Regions from separate parts of the Sus scrofa genome. Here all the other regions are linked to region 3. A link is a contact called in public HiChIP or PLAC-seq data. All regions are on one chromosome and are shown on one strand. The core of a region is the stretch at or near the end of the contact, and the rest is flanking DNA. Distances in the headings are between cores, read along the strand shown.

Region 1 (4,082 bases), core at 991-3,490, 290 kb after region 3:
TCCACTCAGAATCTGCACCGTCATTTATTTATTTTCTGATTTTGTATATTCATCATCTTCTCAATTTTATGCTTAGAAAACACAATATAATGAGTATTGTCTGTTCATGTAGCTTTTGCCTTCATTTCAGTTATTTTCTTTGGATCGATTCCCAGAAATGGGATTACTGAGTCAGAGAAGATATTTGTTTTTATGACTCAACTGCTTTTCCAAAAGAGTTATGCCAGTTTACAATGACACCAACAGTAAATGAGAATAATTGTTTCGTCTTTATCACTTTGGTCACTGGAATTATTTTAAATATTTGCTTTCCTGTGCCTTCTAAATGTTGTTATTTTTTAATTAGTTTATTGTCTCTAATTATTACTTCTGCCTGCCTCATTAGCAAAACAACTGATTTAAATAAAGTAATCCCTTTGATTTCCCTTTATCATGAAAACACAGACTTTATTCAGATTCTTTTGACTTCACTGTGCTTTTAGCGAATAAACTAAGGAAAATTAATTCCTACTTTTTAGTCAGTGATTTCTCCTTTCTCTACTTCTGAAAAAATTCCAGAGAAAATCACGCAGAGATCTACCGCCCACCTTCAGCACTCCATTTCCACTAGAAATATGTTACTTTTTCACTTAGCAATAGGTTTTCCTCTTGCCTTTGTGATTATAACACAACAGATACAAAAGAAGAGTCAACCTATTGGCTTTAAAAGGTAATTAATGCCTTTAATTGGTAGCAACTAACATTGTTGGAGACCAAGAAGTAATTAAACAGAATCTTCTCATGGCATTATGTGCAAATTTTATATATAATTTTCAAGACAATATAAAGTAGATACTGTCGTCTGTTATCTAGATTTTACTTAACACAGATTCGAAGCAGCAAACTAGAAAAGTCATTTGAGAATTAAGTAATCACATTAGGAGGGCCCTTGGAAGGAAAGGTGATGGATTTTAACCAATCAAAGTCAAATAGAGAAAAAAAATAATTGCAAACATGTTGTGCAGATGACAACAACAACATCTAATCCTGGCTTTTAAATAATAATCAGGTCATCAAAAAGCTTAAAATCTGGAGTTCCCATTGTGGTGCAGCGGAAATGAATCCGACTGGGAAGCATGAAGTTGCGGGTTCGATCCCTCAACTCGCTCAGTGGGTTAAGGATCTGGTGTTGCCGTGAGCTGTGGTGTAGGTGGCAAACATGGCTCAGATCTGGTGTTGCTGTGGCTGTGGTGTAGGCTGGCAGCTGTAGCTCTGATTAGACCCCTAGCCTGGGAACCTCCATATGCCATGGGTGCAGCCCTAAAGAGACCAAAAAAAAAAAAAGCTTAAAATCTGTTCAAACCCCATTTAGAGAAAATTATTAGCATATTTTTAAAAATTATATTGATTTTATATGTTGAGTCTTGAAGTTAAAAAGGTCAGCCAGAAGAATTCCCTGGTGACCTAGCAGTTAAGGCTGCAGCCCAGCATTGTCACTGCTGTGGCTGGGGTTCAGTCCCTGGCCCGGGAAGTTCCACATGCCTAGGGCAAGCCCCTTGACAAAGAAAAAAGCCCAACAGGAAGAGTACTTGTACGGAATATATCTTTGTTCAATATAGTTAGATATAAATGAGAAACTCTTCATACGAAGTAAATTATGTTTAAAAATTTCCAATTTTGGAGTTAAAATTTCAGAAGCCTTTAGACTCATTGCCATGAGACAAGCACACTGGGGTAGTGGAATTTTGTCCAGACGCGTCTGATGATAAGTTTGGAGGGAGTCGCTCCAGATCGGTAGCCACACATGGAATAATTAGTACATAAAATAGTATATTATATGAATGAATGATGCTGAGTTTGTACTCAGAGACAAAGGTACGCATGATACATTTCTGAAAATGTGCATGAAAAGTGTCAGGAGCTGCTGTGGACTGAATGTCTGTGTCCCCCCAAATCCAGATGTTGACTTCTTGGCACCCAGTGTAGTGGTGGGAAGCGGGGGCCTGGGAGGTGATGGGGTGGAGAGGGTGGGGCCCTCACAGTGGGACCCACGCCCTCGCAGAAGAGACACCAGACCAGGGAGACCTCGCTCCTCCCCCGGCCGCCTGCAGACACAAGGAGGTGCAGGTTCCCCTCAGACACTGGGTCTGCAGGCGTCCAGCCTCTGCGCTGTGGGAAATAAGCTCCTATCGTTTGAGCCCCCATCTGCGGTGATCTGTTGAACCAGCCCAAACCGACCGAGACAGCGCGGAGAGGTAGACGACGCCCCAGACAACCAGGGAAATGCAGAGAGGGTGCACGTCAGCATCTTACATCTCCTGCCTTGCCTGGCATCTTGTTGCATTTTATTGTCCAAAACTAGGTTATAATTGAATCCGCTGGAAAATCCTAACCACATGATTTTAGCTTAGAGGAAAGGAATGATATGTGAGGATGATTCACTGTGCACTCTGTCCAAGAAATACACGATTTTTTGGTCAATGTCTTTAAAATTTCTGCTTTTCCACAGCTATGCTCATCAGTGTGTCCCGAGCATATCAACACTAATGTAAAGACCCTATCCAGTATCTATGAATATGAAAATCACTCCAGCGAAAATTATGTTCCCTCTGTGGGTGAATTTTAAAAAATCTTGTCATTGTAACAATGTGGAAACAGAATACTTACGTGTTGATGCAGCCAGGAGCGAGAGGACAAAATCAGCTCTCCTTTCAATGTGTTCACCCATAACCTAAATCTGATGGAAGTTAGGAACAGTTTTATGCCAAAATCCCAGCTTAGCCAAGCCTCTCGTTGAGTCAAAGGCGATAACAGATTCTAGGGTGAGTGATAAGCCTCACAGCGGGGACCCAGGATGCACCAGGATGTGTGAATCAGGGGATGGCAGCATCAGGTGGGCACCCCAGCTGCCTGCTCCTTCCCTGGCCACAGCCCCCCATCCTCTCACTGGGAACAATGACAGACATGCTTCCCAGCAGATTTATGTTCTGGAAAAAGAGAGAAAGGAAGGGAAACAGCTCTTGATTACGTTTGAAAAGAAACACACCTGCATCCTGTTCTAAGCATGTGGGAGACCAGTAAACAATTGGTTCAGCAAACCCCTTCTCTGGGCCCTCTTCACGACAATCTTCTAAGGCAGGGGCAGTTATTGTCCCATTTTTCAGATGAGGAAAATGAATGCCAGAGCGTTTCAAGGACGTCTTCCAGGACGCATGCCTCATCAGTGAGAGAGAGAAATGGTGTCGAAATTTTCAAAGCCAGTGCTCTTAATGAGTAAGTTATGTCACCCCCGATGCGCTTGAAATTGCCTGCCTTAGCCAGTCACGTTAACTCTTGTTAACAACTGAATAATTGATAAAAGTGAACAAAGATCCATCATGAACGATATTCTTTCAAGTCTCCAAAGAGAAAAGAGATTTCCTGCCAGAGGAGACTCAGGTCCTGCACGTGTTTTCCTAGCTGTGCTAACCAGAGCTCGCGCCACGCGATGCTTCTCGGGGCCATACGCCAACGGGGTGCTCTTGTCTCTCTCACCATAGATACTGTACATTGAAGAAGTACATGAAAATCTGCACTTGTTCTTCTGGCACGACGTCTCCTCTGCCCGCAGACAGAGCAGGGTAACTCTGCCACAATATGGAATTTTATTTATTTATTTATTTATTTATTTTTGTCTTTTTGCTATTTCTTGGGCCGCTCCCGCGGCATATGGAGGTTCCCAGGCTAGGGGTTGAATCAGAGCTGCAGCCACCGGCCTACACCAGAGCCACAGCAACGTGGGATCCGAGCCGCGTCTGCAACCTACACCACAGCTCGCGGCAACGCCGGATCCTTAACCCACTGAGCAAGGGCAGGGACTGAACCCGCAACCTCATGGTTCCTAGTCGGATTCGTTAACCACTGCGCCACAACAGGAACTCCCAGAATATGGAATTTTAAAGAAAAAGGAGACCACGTCTCTTAGGGCCAGCCTCCTTTGGGGTCCCGCTGGCAGGTGTTTCTCCACCCCGGGGACCCAGGAAATGGTGAGAACAGTTGTGGACCACAGGTTCCCAGCTGTGCCCTCGATGCGTGAAGCTGCCACCGCGCAGAAGCTACCCACG
Region 2 (4,008 bases), core at 1,470-3,969, 450 kb after region 3:
GTTGGCTCACAGTCTCTCCCCTAAAAATACCACGCAGATCAAAACTGGGGGCCCCCGGGTCTACCTGCCAGCTTGCACCCCTGCGGGGAAAAGACAGGCGGCAGGAGATGGCCCGGCTGGAGGCTGAGCATCCGCCGTGTGGATGCCAAGATTCGCGCTGCTCCCTCGCCGGCTGATCTGGAATGTGGATGCCATCAGAGACGCCGTCACAAGAAAAGTGAAAGCTGAGTCAGAGCCGGGTCACTTGTGGGAAACGACCGCTGGCATCATGGGGCCTCAAGTGAAACTGACCTTTTCTGTTTTTCTCTCTCCTGCCAAACATTCCCGAGTCCAAAGTACCTGGAGATGAAACCAAAACATACCGCTCTGGCCAAAGAGCCTTTGATAGCTGAAGAGGTGGGTGGCAGGCGGCCCAGGGGCCAGGCGGGAGGGCGGGGAGTCCCGTCCCCACAGGTCAGTTGAGCCCAGAACAGACGCCCAGAGAAACTGAGGCCGAGAGGGTCCCACTCGGCGCTGAAGTCCTGGCAGCAATATTTTCACAACATCTTAGATAACAAACAAAAAGGACCATGTGTACAAAAATAAACACCGCCGTTAAAAGAAAAGTAATCACCCAGAAACAAAGACATGCTTTGATCTTGGAAAGAAACCCTCGTTAGTCTGTCCCTTTGATGAGAATCTTAGTGCCTCAGGCCAGTAGCTCCCAAACAACTCGGGCCTAGAGCTGAATGAAATTACAGAAAATAGAATTTATCTACCAGTCTTAATTTAAAATTGGACGTCAGACCAGGGTGTGCGGAGGTGGGAGGCGGTGCTCTTAGGGGATGTCAATCAATTAGCACCTGTATCCTCAACTTTGTATTACTTATAGACGTATTGGGTTTTTTTTTTTTTTGTATCCTGATAAAAATAGATACATTTTTGATTGGTGCAAAATAGCTGATTCAGTTAAGACTGCTCGTAAGGTAGTGATTTTCTTCTTGCAAGGCTTCAAAGACATCAGCAGTGGATGCAGCAGTAAAACGGGATATTTAGTTCTGATGTACAAAGAAACTCAGTATTTCAGGTTCCACATGTACAATGACACCTGCAAAAATAAACGTGAAGATATAATTTTAAGGAACAATTCCATCTCTATAATTTTTTTTTCCACCCCCCTTTTCCTAGACCCCACCCCCTTGTCCCTTGGTAAAAAATTGCTGCCTGCCATGCCGTTCGGCTGTCACCGTCAGAGTGTGCATTAAGCAGATCTCCGTACCTTTGGTCGCCTGTCAGGGTCACCATGCCCGGAGATAAGCGCCCCAGAAAATAGCTCCCTATCGTGTTGCTCCAATTCGCTCCTTACTGAAGTCACGTGTATCCACAGAGGTCAATGTGCCAGGTGCGAGACTAAGCACAGAGGCTGCAAAGCTGGTGGGTTGTGACCTTGCCCGCAGGGAGCCCCCTGGCACCCACCCTCAAGCCCTCTGACTGGGTAGAAGTAGCCGATAACTTTATCAGGTCCTCGACGACTGGTCCTGAGGTCAAGGATGGTGATTTGACCTCCTTGGTGACTATAGCCAATGGTTATTCTTCACGCATTTTTTTCTCAGCCACGCCCACAGCATAGGGAAGGCCAGGGATTGAATCTGAGCCACAGCCACAACCTAAGCCAAAGCTGCAGAAACGCTGGATCCTTAAACTCACTGCACAGGGCCAAGGATCAAACCCATACCTCAGCAGTGACCTGCACTGCTGCAGTCAGATTCTTCATCTGCTGCGCCACAGCAGGAACTCCTTACCAAGCATATTTGACTAATAAATGATTAGCAGCCTCAGGAGCAAAAAGGAGCAGGGCAGGGGAGTCTGGGGAGACCGGTTTGTGTCCGGGGGCAGACTTAGGCTGGGAGGTCATCCAGCCTTGGGAATGCCCTGACTATAACTGACCCCAAGGCTCAATTTTGCCAGGAAATTCTCCTTCGAGGGAAAGGTGGACTTGTTCTAATTTACCACGTTCCTCGCCTACCTTGAATTCACAGGCGTCTCCGGGAATGTCTAGAAATGTGAGATGATGGCTTAAATAAAGTGGGCAACCCAGCAAACCGCTTTGAGCATGTGTGGTAAGGGTCTGGAAATGAGGCCACTCAGCCTGCAACAGAAGGTGTTTCACGGTCTGGGTGGCTCTGCCCCCAGGGTGCAGTAAGGCTTCATGGAATGTACTGACAAGCAGAGGGAGACCCCCCCCCGCCCCACCCCGTGGATCATTGCCCATTAACTCCTGAAGCCCAGTCCCCTTATCCCCTCGTTCTGTGGCTCAAGGAGGAGCGTCTGTCGTGCCTCCTGATTCCTTGTCTGTTGTGGGTCTTGTCATTAAATGGAGCGAGCAGCTTTAATCACATGCTCTCTGTCTCCTGTTTCAAACCCTGCACAGTATCTGTGGCCTGGAGTTCCCTGTGACGTCGGTAATAAGTGACTCATTTATCTCTGCTGCTGGCTGCCAATCTGAAAGTAGGGGTTTGAAAGAAAGGACCTGAGCCATCTTTCCCTTCCTGCCTTCGATTCGTAATAGGAAAAGCCAGAGGGAGGGCGAGGGAAAAGCCTCTGCAGCTTGAGTGTGGAGAGAAGGCCTGGGGACAGTTAGAAAACGCCTCCTTTCAGGTCAGACCAGTATCTCCGTCCTTGTCGTCAGGGGTCCTCGTGGCTGACGTGGACTCTGGTGAAACACCCCCCAGCAAGCGAGGTCGGGTCACCAAGTTCAGTCCCACCTAGAAGCTCACCAAACATTACCTCATCGCTAAAGAACGCCCTCTAAGCGGGCAGACCTTGAGGTCGGATCTTTTTGCCAGGTCTCCGGAATTTTCCTGCTTTCAAAACCGTCACAAAAGTGACCCCTCCGTCTCCAGAGGAAAGCAGCTTGAGGCAGCATCTTCCTGATCAATAAGAAAAAGGAATCTCAGCTCATTGAAATTTCTTCAAAGGGAGAGAAACTATCAATTTCGAAAAATACCAGTACTGAGTTATGGGGAGATATGAAAGAGAGAAAAATCAGCAAGCATTTCAGGAAAAAAAAAAAAAAGCCTCAGAAGACATTTCCTGAGACTTGATATTTGAGACTCAAAGATTTCAAAAACAAACTTAAGGTTCCCGAAGGGGAAGTGTCAGCGAGGGATCCGTTAGGAGGTTGGGACGACAGACACACGTTACTGTGTGTAAATAGATGAGTGACAGGGACGGGCTGTAGAGCAGCCTCCTCAGAGCCGTGCGATAACCCAACGGGAAAAGAATCTGAAAAGGGTGAATATTTGTATATGGAAACCTGATGTACTTCGCTGCACACCTGAAACTAACACCCCTCTATAGGTTAAGTGGTTAAGTACACACCAAGACAATTTAAAAAAAAAAAAAAAAAAAAAGAGTTGATGTTTAAAAGACTGAAAACAGTGGAGCCTCCACCTCTAGGATGGACTCCCTGGGCGGGGGTGGGCTCCCAGGTAAACCCAGAAGCACCAGGTTCTCCGACTCGCCCTTCTCTCTGGGCACCAGTAAAGCAGTGCTCGCACTTCCAGCTTACAAAGAAAACTTAATGCCAGAAAGGAAGCCTAATGTCAGTCTCTGCTCTTGCTGAGGAGGGTGACCGGCCCAAACGGGGCACCCAGAAGGATTTGTCCTGTGGGGACACGTGACGCTAGCGGGTGCTTGCCCTGACACAGGCAGGGTGGGCAGGTGGGCTCTAGGGAAGGGGCAGAAAGCAAGTGACAAGCCGTGTAGACCTTGTTTTCCAGCCGTGTGGGTACAGGGTGGACGCAGGAGGTGAAGATGGCAAGAGTCCGGGAGTAAGGATGGACTCTGAGCTGCGTTCCACCCCTGTGGGGGCGAGTTATCCCGACTCCCCATCATCGGCCCGGCTGGCCCCACGCAGAGACCTTCCAGCAAGTGAGACGTAAAGCTGATCAGGGCAGCAGGACCCAACCTCAGAGCAGGGCGTTTCCCTTTCAGAGAATCAGAGGCCAGTGTGGCTCTGAGTCTGTG
Region 3 (4,225 bases), core at 1,716-4,215:
CTGCACCTTCAGACTCATCTGGGGGCATCCAGGTTCCAAGCGAGCATTCCCAACCTGGACATTCATCTTCCTTTGGCAAGAGAGAATGTATTTGGGGGAAACTGCATATACACGTAAAAAGCTACTAAGCATAAAATGTGAACTGAAGTACAAGGAAACAATATTAAACTCTTTCTAAAGGGGTTTGCATCACCAGTGGTCGGTGAAGGGATGTTGGGAGAACCACAGCCCAGTATCTCATTCGATATCAGTTGTCCGCTCTCATCAGGGGTACACACTATGTCTGGGAAGACGACTGAGAAATATCAAAACTAGAAATATTTTCACCTTTCTGGCTCCCTCATTCTCAGTTCCAGCTACATAAAACAGGAGGAACAAAGCTCCATGGACTTCAAACCCATTCTAATCAAAACCCCAAGTTCCCAGGCTCTACCCCTGCATCCTCTTTGACTTCAGCGAGCTCCGGAGCCGGGGTCGCTATTCATGCCCCTATTGCATTTATGGTCTTCAATTTCAGGACATTCTATGCCTCAAACTCCTCAACGGATCTCCATTGCACACACGATAAAGTCAGCCCTAAGCAGTTTGGTTTCCTTGCTTGTATTCTTTTTTTTTTTTTTTTTTTTTGCTGGACTGGTGCTGGGTTTTTTTACAAAAGATACGTTGTGTTTAACCAAATATTAACAAGAGAAAATGATGGAAAATGCAGTGCATTTAAAGAAGAAGAAGAAGAAGAAAGAAAAAAAGGCTGAGGTAGTTGGGCGCTGGGGGTCAGGCACTGGGTGAGCAGGGAGCATCCTGCAGGCCACCTGCCAGGCTCATCTCCCTCAGCTCCTGGGTGGTGGGGAGGCTGGTGATGGGGGATGGCCAAGGCATTGAGGTGGGTGGGGGGGGGTTGATGTGCCCCAAAAGAGACATCTTTCTTCCATTCACGAGTTAAATCAATTTTTTTAATAAAGATCTTTCCACACACCCAGACAAAACAGTTAAGGAATTCCAAGGAAAACTACACCCAGTGAAATTGAAAGTATTCCAAGATGATACAAAAATATCAATATGTACAACCATAATCACCCCGCCTCCGGGAACCTTTGTAATTTGGACTTTTCTTAGGCGTGTTCCTTCACTTCCAGATAGGATCTGGATCCTTATCTCCTCCTGTCAAGGCTCCAAAGTCACGGATGTGCCTGAGGGAAGATTACAGTATTCACGGTGTGTTGTTCTGATATACATGGTACATACTAATATATGTATAATATACTACACTACACATTATGCAAATATATAACACATATTGTATATATTGTATAGTATATAAATAAGACACTGAAAAAAACACTGAAGCACATGTAAATTTGAAGGTAGGTGTGTCCTCCGTGTAAACTATGATGTCACTTTCATGCACAGGGGACAATGACAAAGCTAACGTGTGTGTGTGTGATTTCCAGGAGGATGGAGTCATAGGGTCCCTTTGAGTCGAGGCACAGGGGCGCCTCGCAAATCCAGAGGTAGACTCTGGAGGGAAAATGCCAGGTGGAAGCGGTGATTTCCAGGCACACCCCTTGACCTGGATAAGGAATTACAACCAGGATTTTCCTTGTGTTTTACCGCTGTGAAAAAAACTGTGGGGATAAGCTATTTTTGGCTCTCATTTGCAAATAAAATATCACACGCCGACACTGCCAAAAATGAATCTTTCTGAAAGCTATGGCATAATCTGATTTTATTTTAGTTTTGCTTTACAGGGCCGCACCTGCAGCACATGGAAGTTCTCAAGCTAGGAGTCAAATCAGAGCTACAGCCGCCGGCCTACACCACAGCCATAGCGACTCGGGATCCGAGCCTCGTCTGCCACCTACACCACAGCTCATGGCAATGCTGGATCCTTAACCCAGGGATCGAAGCCACAGCCTCATGGATACTAGTCGGGCTCTTAACGTGCTGAGCCGCAGTGGGAACTCTTATGGCATAGTCTTAAGGGTCATCAACAAACCAGTTTTCTTGCCAAATGCAGCGGAATTAAGGTGAAGAAAACACATTACTTTAAAAGAAAGCAATGGAGAGAGGCAGCAGCCTAGCTGTGACACTGCCCCAAGCTTCACGGTGTGGGCATGTCCCTTTCATCGACCTGCTCCTCCCCTGAGACACGAGATCCATAATATTCCTCCCTGGCCCTCCTGGGGCCCGCACTGGTGAGAGAGAGCCTCACTGAATATTTCATGGGAATCTGACTTTCCTCTAGGGCTTGGGCCTATTTTCTTCTGGCTTATTTACAGCTTTGCTCTGGTGCTAAAATATGTTATGGATAGCCATGTAATGGGTACTCTCTCTCCTCTCTTGGCAGTTTGATAAAATGACTTCAATTTTCTCACTGGTTCCTCTCCAGAGAGAGGCAGAATAATTGGTACCCAAAGACTAGTCCAGTCATGGTTACGCTTTAAAAAAGAGAACAAACAGTAATAGAGAAACTATTAACTCTGCAGATATGAAATATTAGAATACATCATTTTATCATCTCATTTAATGAAAATGGGAAAATGGAACCTAATCTTTCACTGTTCGACAATAAAAAAAACAAACCAAAGGAAAAAATTCTATTCACACAACTAACAATGATATAGATGAAAGACTCGCCTGGATTTTTCCTAATATGGCAGAGTTTCAAGGCAAAGGACTCAAAAAAAAAAAAAAGAAAAAGGAAAACCCCATATGGTGCTGAGGATGGAGGGTCAAATTCCTAAGTTATCATTTAAAAGATAAGCTCTGTGAGGCCCGTGGGAGTTTTATCCCCTTTAACCACATATATGTGAGCGGTTATTATGGTGTGGTTTTGTCGAGGGAACTTAGCAACGAGATAAAATAACAGCTGTATATTTTGCAGAGAAGTTTGCTTAGGAAGGCAGTTGCCATGGGAACGCCTGGCAATAGCGATTTGATTTTGTGTCGAATGAAAGCGATGAGTTTACTTTGTCTCCGTTGTTTTCCTCCCCCTGGCAACTTCTGGAGGAAAGAGAGAAGGCTAAGTAGCCTTTTCCAGAATTTGCATATTAAAAAAGCAATCCACTTCATTTTTGAATAGACGGGGAGAAGACTCTATGGACAAGCGCTCGAATCATGTACTTTACACCAACAAATACGTATTGTGTAAATTTACTGTATTTCAAAAGCGCTCAGACGGCCTCCGCTTTGTTCGGTAGTCCCACTTCACTCCGATGAGTCACATTCAATAAGTCCTCAGAAATGTGCCCAAAATAGTTGCAGCTGGGAGATAAAAAAAAAAAAAAAAAAAAAAATCTTATGAATGAGCAAAAACGAAGTGAATTATACGCCGCGGGGAAGTCTCTCAATGAAAAAAATCTGGTAAACAGACGCTGGGGTGGGGGCACGGGAAACAGATGCTGACTGATAAGGATTTGCTTATTTTACCAGGGAGACAGGGCATGGCGGCGCTGAGGCTCCAGTGAGGGTTTCGTGGGCTGTTTTCTCCCTGCAGGTGGCAGGGCTTCCGTGAACTGAAATATGGGCATCAAAAGATGACATGCCCCTCACCCCTGAGAGACGTGGGGCAGTCATTTCTTTCATTCAGATGGAGGAATTCAAGATGGGCAGGAGTCACAGACGCCTGCAGAAGATGGCTTTACCGCACAGCCCTGGAAGGTCCACCTTCCAAGGCCAGGGTCGGGTGTCACCAAGGAGGGAACAAAAGCCAGTTCACACTCTCTCCGGAGCACATCCTTTGCCCTCGGCTTCCATGTCAGGCCTCCTCCCCGAGAAAGCCTATTTTCAGATGACCGGACAAAGTGACAGCAGATCTGCCATCTCTAGGGATTGCCTGTTGTGTCCGGGTGTAGAGAACGATCATTTCCCAACAGAGTCAAAATCTGTTTGTTTCAAGTAAGCTCAGAAAGCCTATGGAAAGTCAGAGAGACAAGGAACAGATTTATTTTTAAAGCAGAGTCATTAGAAAGACAAAGAAACTGGAGGCTTCTGATCTTCATTATTTTCGAAAGCTGTGAGGCCTCTCTCTAGCTGTCGGAGCTTGGCTTTCGCTTGGAGAAGGAAGAATGGCCCTTGCACTTAGCCCTTCACCTTTCTTGGCTGGTGACTAAGTCAGCAGTCTTGGGGGATACACGGAGAACTCTCTGAATGCATTCGGTGGAAGCTGAGTCTTGGTGTTTTCAGGGCTGCTTTGACAATGTAAAGCCGCTTTATAGGAAAGCCGGTC

Evidence for each region. HiChIP or PLAC-seq counts read pairs in DNA pulled down with a chosen protein or histone mark.
Region 1: an H3K27ac HiChIP or PLAC-seq map of skeletal muscle shows a contact between it and region 3, with 4 times the contacts expected there. The contact joins two enhancer-like sites. A contact is called at or near these places in 2 of 47 Hi-C or Micro-C datasets (embryonic fibroblasts and fetal heart ventricle) and 1 of 2 datasets of contacts at active chromatin or transcription factors (skeletal muscle).
Region 2: a contact with region 3 is called in an H3K27ac HiChIP or PLAC-seq map of skeletal muscle, with 2.6 times the contacts expected there. The contact joins two enhancer-like sites. A contact is called at or near these places in 2 of 47 Hi-C or Micro-C datasets (fibroblasts and retroperitoneal adipose tissue) and 2 of 2 datasets of contacts at active chromatin or transcription factors (alveolar macrophages and skeletal muscle).

The regions. Positions count from the first base shown.
Region 1 is chr10:66,241,306-66,245,387 of Sscrofa11.1, forward strand. No RefSeq gene overlaps it. Among named protein-coding and RNA genes, the nearest start is that of KLF6, 250 kb to the right of the region's middle. Within about 2 kb of position 2,241, at least 10 of the 83 cell types and tissues checked have an H3K27ac peak or open chromatin away from gene starts, as enhancers often do. A contact at or near this core is called in skeletal muscle, where this site is marked.
Region 2 is chr10:66,403,717-66,407,724 of Sscrofa11.1, forward strand. No RefSeq gene overlaps it. Among named protein-coding and RNA genes, the nearest start is that of KLF6, 83 kb to the right of the region's middle. Within about 2 kb of position 2,720, at least 28 of the 83 cell types and tissues checked have an H3K27ac peak or open chromatin away from gene starts, as enhancers often do. A contact at or near this core is called in retroperitoneal adipose tissue and skeletal muscle, where this site is marked.
Region 3 is chr10:65,954,551-65,958,775 of Sscrofa11.1, forward strand. No RefSeq gene overlaps it. Among named protein-coding and RNA genes, the nearest start is that of AKR1E2, 260 kb to the left of the region's middle. Within about 2 kb of position 2,966, at least 32 of the 83 cell types and tissues checked have an H3K27ac peak or open chromatin away from gene starts, as enhancers often do. A contact at or near this core is called in retroperitoneal adipose tissue and skeletal muscle, where this site is marked.